Linked DNA regions of Mus musculus: region 1 is linked to region 2. Evidence: chromatin contacts called from public Micro-C data. All regions are on one chromosome and are shown on one strand. The core of a region is the stretch at or near the end of the contact, and the rest is flanking DNA. Distances in the headings are between cores, read along the strand shown.

Region 1 (2,941 bases), core at 230-2,729, 400 kb after region 2:
ACTGTTACTCTTCAGCATTTAAATCTCAAATCAGTATTTTCATTGTATTCTTAGAAAAATGATTTGAAAATGGCTACTTATATGGCAGGCCTGAGGATTTTTTTTTAAGATTTAATTTTATTTTATGTGTACGTCTCTTTTCTCTCTCCATTCTCTCTCTCTTCTCTCTTCCTCTCCCTCCCCTCCCGTGTGTGTGTGTGTGTGTGTGTGTGTGTGTGTGTGTGTACACTGAGCCCAGAAGATAGTGTCAGATGCTCAGGAACTGAAGTTGCAGGCGCTTGGGAGCACTTCCTATCACTTGCTATGGGTTTTGAGAGCAAACTTGAGGCTTCTGGAAGAGCAGCAAGTGCTCCTGACTGTTGACTCCTCCTTTCCAGCTCCTTCAACTTAATTCTTTTAAAAAGATAATTACATGAATTTTGATTTGGGATTGGGTTAGAATTTCCAGTAATTTCTGAAATGGTCCTAAATATGCTTTGCCATTTTCTACTACATATTTATGTGAAGCAGCTTTCTCAGCACTGACAAGTAAAAAGTATCAAAATATTGATCAATTCTGAAAAATGCAAAGATACTTTGCATCCTGTAATATCAAACATTCAAATAGAATTTCATTCTTTATTTAATCTTTTTTCAAAAGTATATTAATTTTCTTTTATGTATGTGAATGTTTTGCTTGCGTGTACATATCTGCAACACATGTTGTCTTGTGCCCGTGGAGGTTAAAAGAGGGTATTGGATTTCCTGGTGTAGGATGAAAGGACAAAGGAAAAACACCCTGACCCTGACCTACCCCAAGACAAGGGTCAAGGAAAGAACACCCTGACTTCACCCCAAGCCAAAGACCAGGGCTAAAAAACAGAATCCCATCAACCCCTGAGCTTGCCATAGAATCCCACCATTCCTTGAACACAAAATTCCACTAGTCCCTGAGCTTCAAGATCAGACCACAGATCTCAGGCTACCCTAGAAATATCTGCCCCCAAAGAAATCCCACATAAACCCTACCTTCTGCTCAGTTCTCTGTTCCTTCTCACCTGAACAGATCTGGGTTTTCCCCTACCAATACATTTCTTGTGTGAGATTTGCTGTCCGGTGTGTCTTTGTGGTATTCCTTGGTTTCCCTCAGAGCTGTAACACTTGATGCTCAGACTCAAATATGCCTTCCTGGTGTCTATGCTCCACCTCTGGGTCTAAGATGCACTGGTCCCCTATTCCTCATCTCTAGTTAACCCACAACACAGTCACCTTCCAGCTGGCACAGCTCAGGACCCATCCACCCGCTCTAACTAGGTAAGTTTTCCCTTTAGTCAGTGTAAATGCTTCCCAGATCCAAGAAGTGACCACTGAGTATCTGGCACCCCCTGGTGCCGCAGGCCAGTCTTAAAGGCTACAGTGGCCTTCATCACCTGACTCACACCCCAACCCGTGGAGCTGCAATCCTGCAGTTGCCTCAGGCCCAGCCTGGTTAGCATGTCCTTTCTTGCCCACTTCTTCAACCTTCACTTTGGAGCTGCCTGTACATCCCACGGCTCCTTTGGGCCCTCCTGGCTTTTGTGACTCTGTCCCCACCCTGCCCTAGGCTTAAGTTTCCTTCTCCACTTCTGGCCTCTACTAAGCCCTGCTAGCAGACCAGAAGTCTCTCTTAAGCTTAGCCAGGCTAAGCCCCAACCCCTGTTGAGTGAGGTGATGACCCACTAAATGGCTAGTATCTTCCTCTGGTCCTCCCTGAGCCCTTGAACAGCCACGACTACAGGTGAAAGGAAATAAAACTGTAATTGATGTAATGTATGTTAAATAGCCCAAAGAGTTGTTTCTGAGCTTTGAAACCTGGGGCTGAGAACAGACCAGGACATGCCCGGGCAAGCCCATCGCCTCCCTAGCTCCCACCCCTCTGACCTAAGTTAAATGTTACAGGCTGCTGATGTTTAAATGGACCAATCATGTGAAACCGCGCCAATTCCTCCCCCAGCCCCACTCCTTTTCTATAAAAACCCCTAGCTTCCAAGCCTCGTGGTCGAATCCACTGTCTCCTGTTATGTGAGATACGTTTCGACCCGGAGCTCCGCCATTAAAAAACCTCTTGTTACATCAAGGTGTTGTGTTCTATTCGTGATTCTTGGGTGCACGCCGAATCAGGAGCTGAGTGGGGGTTTCCCCACTGAGTTCTTTCACAGGTTGAAGTGACATTTTTCCTTCCCCTCTCTCATCCATGGGAACAGTGTCTTCCATACCAGCTCATTGCCCCTTGGGATGCCTTTAGAAAGTCTCCAGCCTCTATATCTGACACACCTGAAGGGCCCTAAATTTATTCACTTTTGCAGTCAAATGTGGCCTCAATAGCCCTTAGATAATCAACCCAAATGGCTGCCTAATGGCACCTATCTTAGTCAGGGATTCTACTCCTGCACAAACATTATGACCAAGAAGCAAGTTGGGGAGAAAAGAAAGGATCTATTCAGCTTACACTTCTGCATTGCTGTTCAGCACCAAAGGAAGTCAGGATTGGAACTCAAGCAGATCAGGAAGCAGGAGCTGATGCAGAGGCCATGGAGGGATGTTACTTACTGGCTTGCTTCCTGTGGCTTACTCAGCTTGCTTTCTCATAGAACCCAGGTGCTACGCCCACTCCAGTGAAGTGGCCTGTTGGGTCGAAAGGCCTAGAGGCAGTCACAAGGCAAAGAGTTTCAAGGAAACTATGCCTCCTGGAACCCTGGCATTCTCATAGTCCGCATACTCAAACCCTGTTCCCGCATTAGTATGATGTATGCTCTCTTTCAGTATTTTTTTGTTATAAGTGCCTTTAAAGATTGATTTTTGACATAGGTAAGGTTCCACCAGTGTTCCAGTATCCTAGAAAATCCTTGAAGCCTATGAGCTTGGAATTCAGTAGGAATTCAGTGAGAATGTTATCTATTCAGTAACATTCAAATTTACTTCT
Region 2 (2,973 bases), core at 398-2,897:
AGTGGCCCACAGCAGCAATAGAACTTTTTCCATAAGGTTGGAATAAGGGAAAGGTGAGGAGGGGATGGCTTCAGGGAAAGGGGGCTGGTTCATAATTTCTATCGATTATTCTCATCCCCTGCTTTGCTTTCTGTGAGGACTCCTCAGCACTACTCAGTTTAAACGATGCTACATTAGCCACGATTGCTCTTAGTTGATCCTATAACTCAGCCCTTTGGCTCCCAAATCAACCTCCCTTTAAACAGTGAGAACCTACAAACTCATTTCATATTTCTTCCCTCTTTATGTTCTCTCAGTTACAAAGCCAGTTACTAGTCAGGTATTTCCACACTCCATCTCCAGAGGGCCAGAGGGAGAAGAAAAGACCAAAACATCCCCCCTCTTCTTCCCCCAAACTGGTGCCAAATATCCCATGCTGCTTCTAGAAGACAGGGCTTCAGCCAAGGTCCTTCCCAGTCTTACCTGCGGAAGCATGTAAAAGCTCTCTGGGACAGGTTGGGGCCCCTTTCAGGTCACCATGTGCATGCACATGTGTGCACACAAATGTTGGGTACCCGCTAGTGTCTGCCACAGCATCCTGTTTGTTTTATCAATGGACAGTTGAGGGTGAAAGAGACCTCCTCAAGAGCAAGGGTCATATACAGTGTGTTTTAGTCTTAGAAGGCCCAAGGAATCCTGGGAGATCCAGTTCAGAAAAACCCAAGGCTTCTGACTTCCATAGCCTCTCCTGAGATCTCACCAGGAAAGGGGTGGGGGTGGCGGGTAAAGAAGGTCAGAGGTCATGGGCTCTGTTTCTCTGACACCTCACAATGAGCTGGGGGATCTTAACCAGATCCTTCTTTCTTAACGATGCAGCTTATGTGAAAATAACCAGGAATGCAGTTGTGAGTCTTCTAGGTGTAGCTGCACCAGCAGACCCCTCGCGGAGGATTTATCCTGTGCCTTTTACCCTCTCTTCCAGTTAGGATAAGGTGGCAGGGAAACTAACCAGTTTGTCTCAAAATTCTGATTGAGATGATACAAGATCAGTGCACACAGTAAAAGACCTAGTGGGTGCAAGAAAGTTTTGAGACAAGAGACCTAGGGATACATGGCTGGAGTAGGCACAAAACTTTGTAGATTACTGGTGCAAGATTGGATCATTGTTAAAGTCCAGACCCCCAGAAGCCAGAAACCTATTAGCAGGAATATTCTTTCCCAAATTCCAGGCCCATGCCTGTCCTGGACTTAAATAGTACCATACTTTGACTCCATTGACAACACCCCTTTTGGTGCAAGACCTTGCTAGTAAGAGCTAAGAAAGACAAATAAGCAAGGGGTCGATTGGGCTGCTTACTGCCATCTAGGCAGAATCATGCATGGGCAATAGCTGCTTGGTGCAGGATGTTGGTGGGACCTCGGGAGTCCACACTGCTAGGTGTGATGGTCTTGAGGCCCAAACTGGAACCCGAATTAGGGTGCAGAAACGGTGGCCGCAGAGCCAGGCTTGGCTCACTCGCCTGGCCTCCCTACAGGCTTGCATCCGGGCTTGCAAACTCGACCTCTCGCTGGAGACGCCCGTGTTTCCTGGCAACGGAGATGAACAGCCCCTGACTGAAAACCCCCGGAAGTACGTCATGGGTCACTTCCGCTGGGACCGCTTCGGCCCCAGGAACAGCAGCAGTGCTGGCAGCGCGGCGCAGAGGCGTGCGGAGGAAGAGGCGGTGTGGGGAGATGGCAGTCCAGAGCCGAGTCCACGCGAGGGCAAGCGCTCCTACTCCATGGAGCACTTCCGCTGGGGCAAGCCGGTGGGCAAGAAACGGCGCCCGGTGAAGGTGTACCCCAACGTTGCTGAGAACGAGTCGGCGGAGGCCTTTCCCCTAGAGTTCAAGAGGGAGCTGGAAGGCGAGCGGCCATTAGGCTTGGAGCAGGTCCTGGAGTCCGACGCGGAGAAGGACGACGGGCCCTACCGGGTGGAGCACTTCCGCTGGAGCAACCCGCCCAAGGACAAGCGTTACGGTGGCTTCATGACCTCCGAGAAGAGCCAGACGCCCCTGGTGACGCTCTTCAAGAACGCCATCATCAAGAACGCGCACAAGAAGGGCCAGTGAGGGTGCAGGGGTCTTCTCATTCCAAGGCCCCCTCCCTGCATGGGCGAGCTGATGACCTCTAGCCTCTTAGAGTTACCTGTGTTAGGAAATAAAACCTTTCAGATTTCACAGTCGGCTCTGATCTTCAATAAAAACTGCGTAAATAAAGTCAAAACACAACTGTCCAGTTACACTATCACGTGACCAGATGCTAGAATGTAAAGAAAACATTTCTCAACCTCCTTGCCCCAGCAAACACTCTTGGTGGGGGACTAGATAGTTTGGGTGGCCCAGGGTGGTTCTCTGTCCAACTCTTCTAGAATGGCTGCTTAATTTGAGCCTGGCCCAAAGCCAAGTCCTACAAGAGTGACTGACCTTAGGGACCTGAAGCCAGGTGGCGCTACCAAGACCTATTCCCCACTGGGAATGTCTCTGGGATGTCACTCAGGAAGTTACAGGGACACAGGGACACTCTGCAATGTTGAGTCCTTATCTGTGACCCCAGGCAGGTTCCTGAACCCTCCCAGGGATTAGTTATCTGTCTCTTTATATTCTTGGTATAAGGGCTCTGGGGAGGATAAAAGGAAAATAGAGATTCCATCATTTTTTCAGGAAAATGTGAGAATTGAGAGGTGGTAGCCGGTCTGATTTGGTTATTCACATAAACTTTTTTTTTTTTTTTTTAAAGTGCATTTCTCCTTTCCCTTTATTTTTTAAAGATTTATTATTTATTATATGTAAGTACACTGTAGCTGTCTTCAGACACTCCAGAAGAGGGAGTCAGATCTTGTTACGGATGGTTGTGAGCCACCATGTGGTTGCTGGGATTTGAACTCCGGACCTTCAGAAGAGCAGTCGGGTGCTCTTACCTGCTGAGCCATCTCACCAGCCCTCACATAAACTC

What was found. Hi-C and Micro-C count contacts between places; a contact is called where the count stands out from the background.
Region 1: a contact with region 2 is called in a Micro-C map of embryonic stem cells, with 5 times the contacts expected there. The contact joins two enhancer-like sites. A contact is called at or near these places in 2 of 39 promoter capture datasets (the HPC-7 cell line and trophoblast stem cells) and 1 of 484 Hi-C or Micro-C datasets (embryonic stem cells).

Annotation. Positions count from the first base shown.
Region 1 is chr12:4,355,657-4,358,597 of GRCm38.p6, forward strand. All of the region lies in intron 2 of Ncoa1 (nuclear receptor coactivator 1), which reads right to left. Among named protein-coding and RNA genes, the nearest start is that of Gm51963, 100 kb to the right of the region's middle. Within about 2 kb of position 1,480, at least 40 of the 459 cell types and tissues checked have an H3K27ac peak or open chromatin away from gene starts, as enhancers often do. A contact at or near this core is called in embryonic stem cells and trophoblast stem cells, where this site is marked.
Region 2 is chr12:3,958,379-3,961,351 of GRCm38.p6, forward strand. Pomc (pro-opiomelanocortin-alpha) reads left to right here. Exons shown (of 3, transcript NM_001278584.1): 3 at 1,515-2,265. The coding sequence ends at 2,090. Among named protein-coding and RNA genes, the nearest start is that of Pomc, 4.9 kb to the left of the region's middle. Within about 2 kb of position 1,648, at least 317 of the 459 cell types and tissues checked have an H3K27ac peak or open chromatin away from gene starts, as enhancers often do. A contact at or near this core is called in embryonic stem cells and trophoblast stem cells, where this site is marked.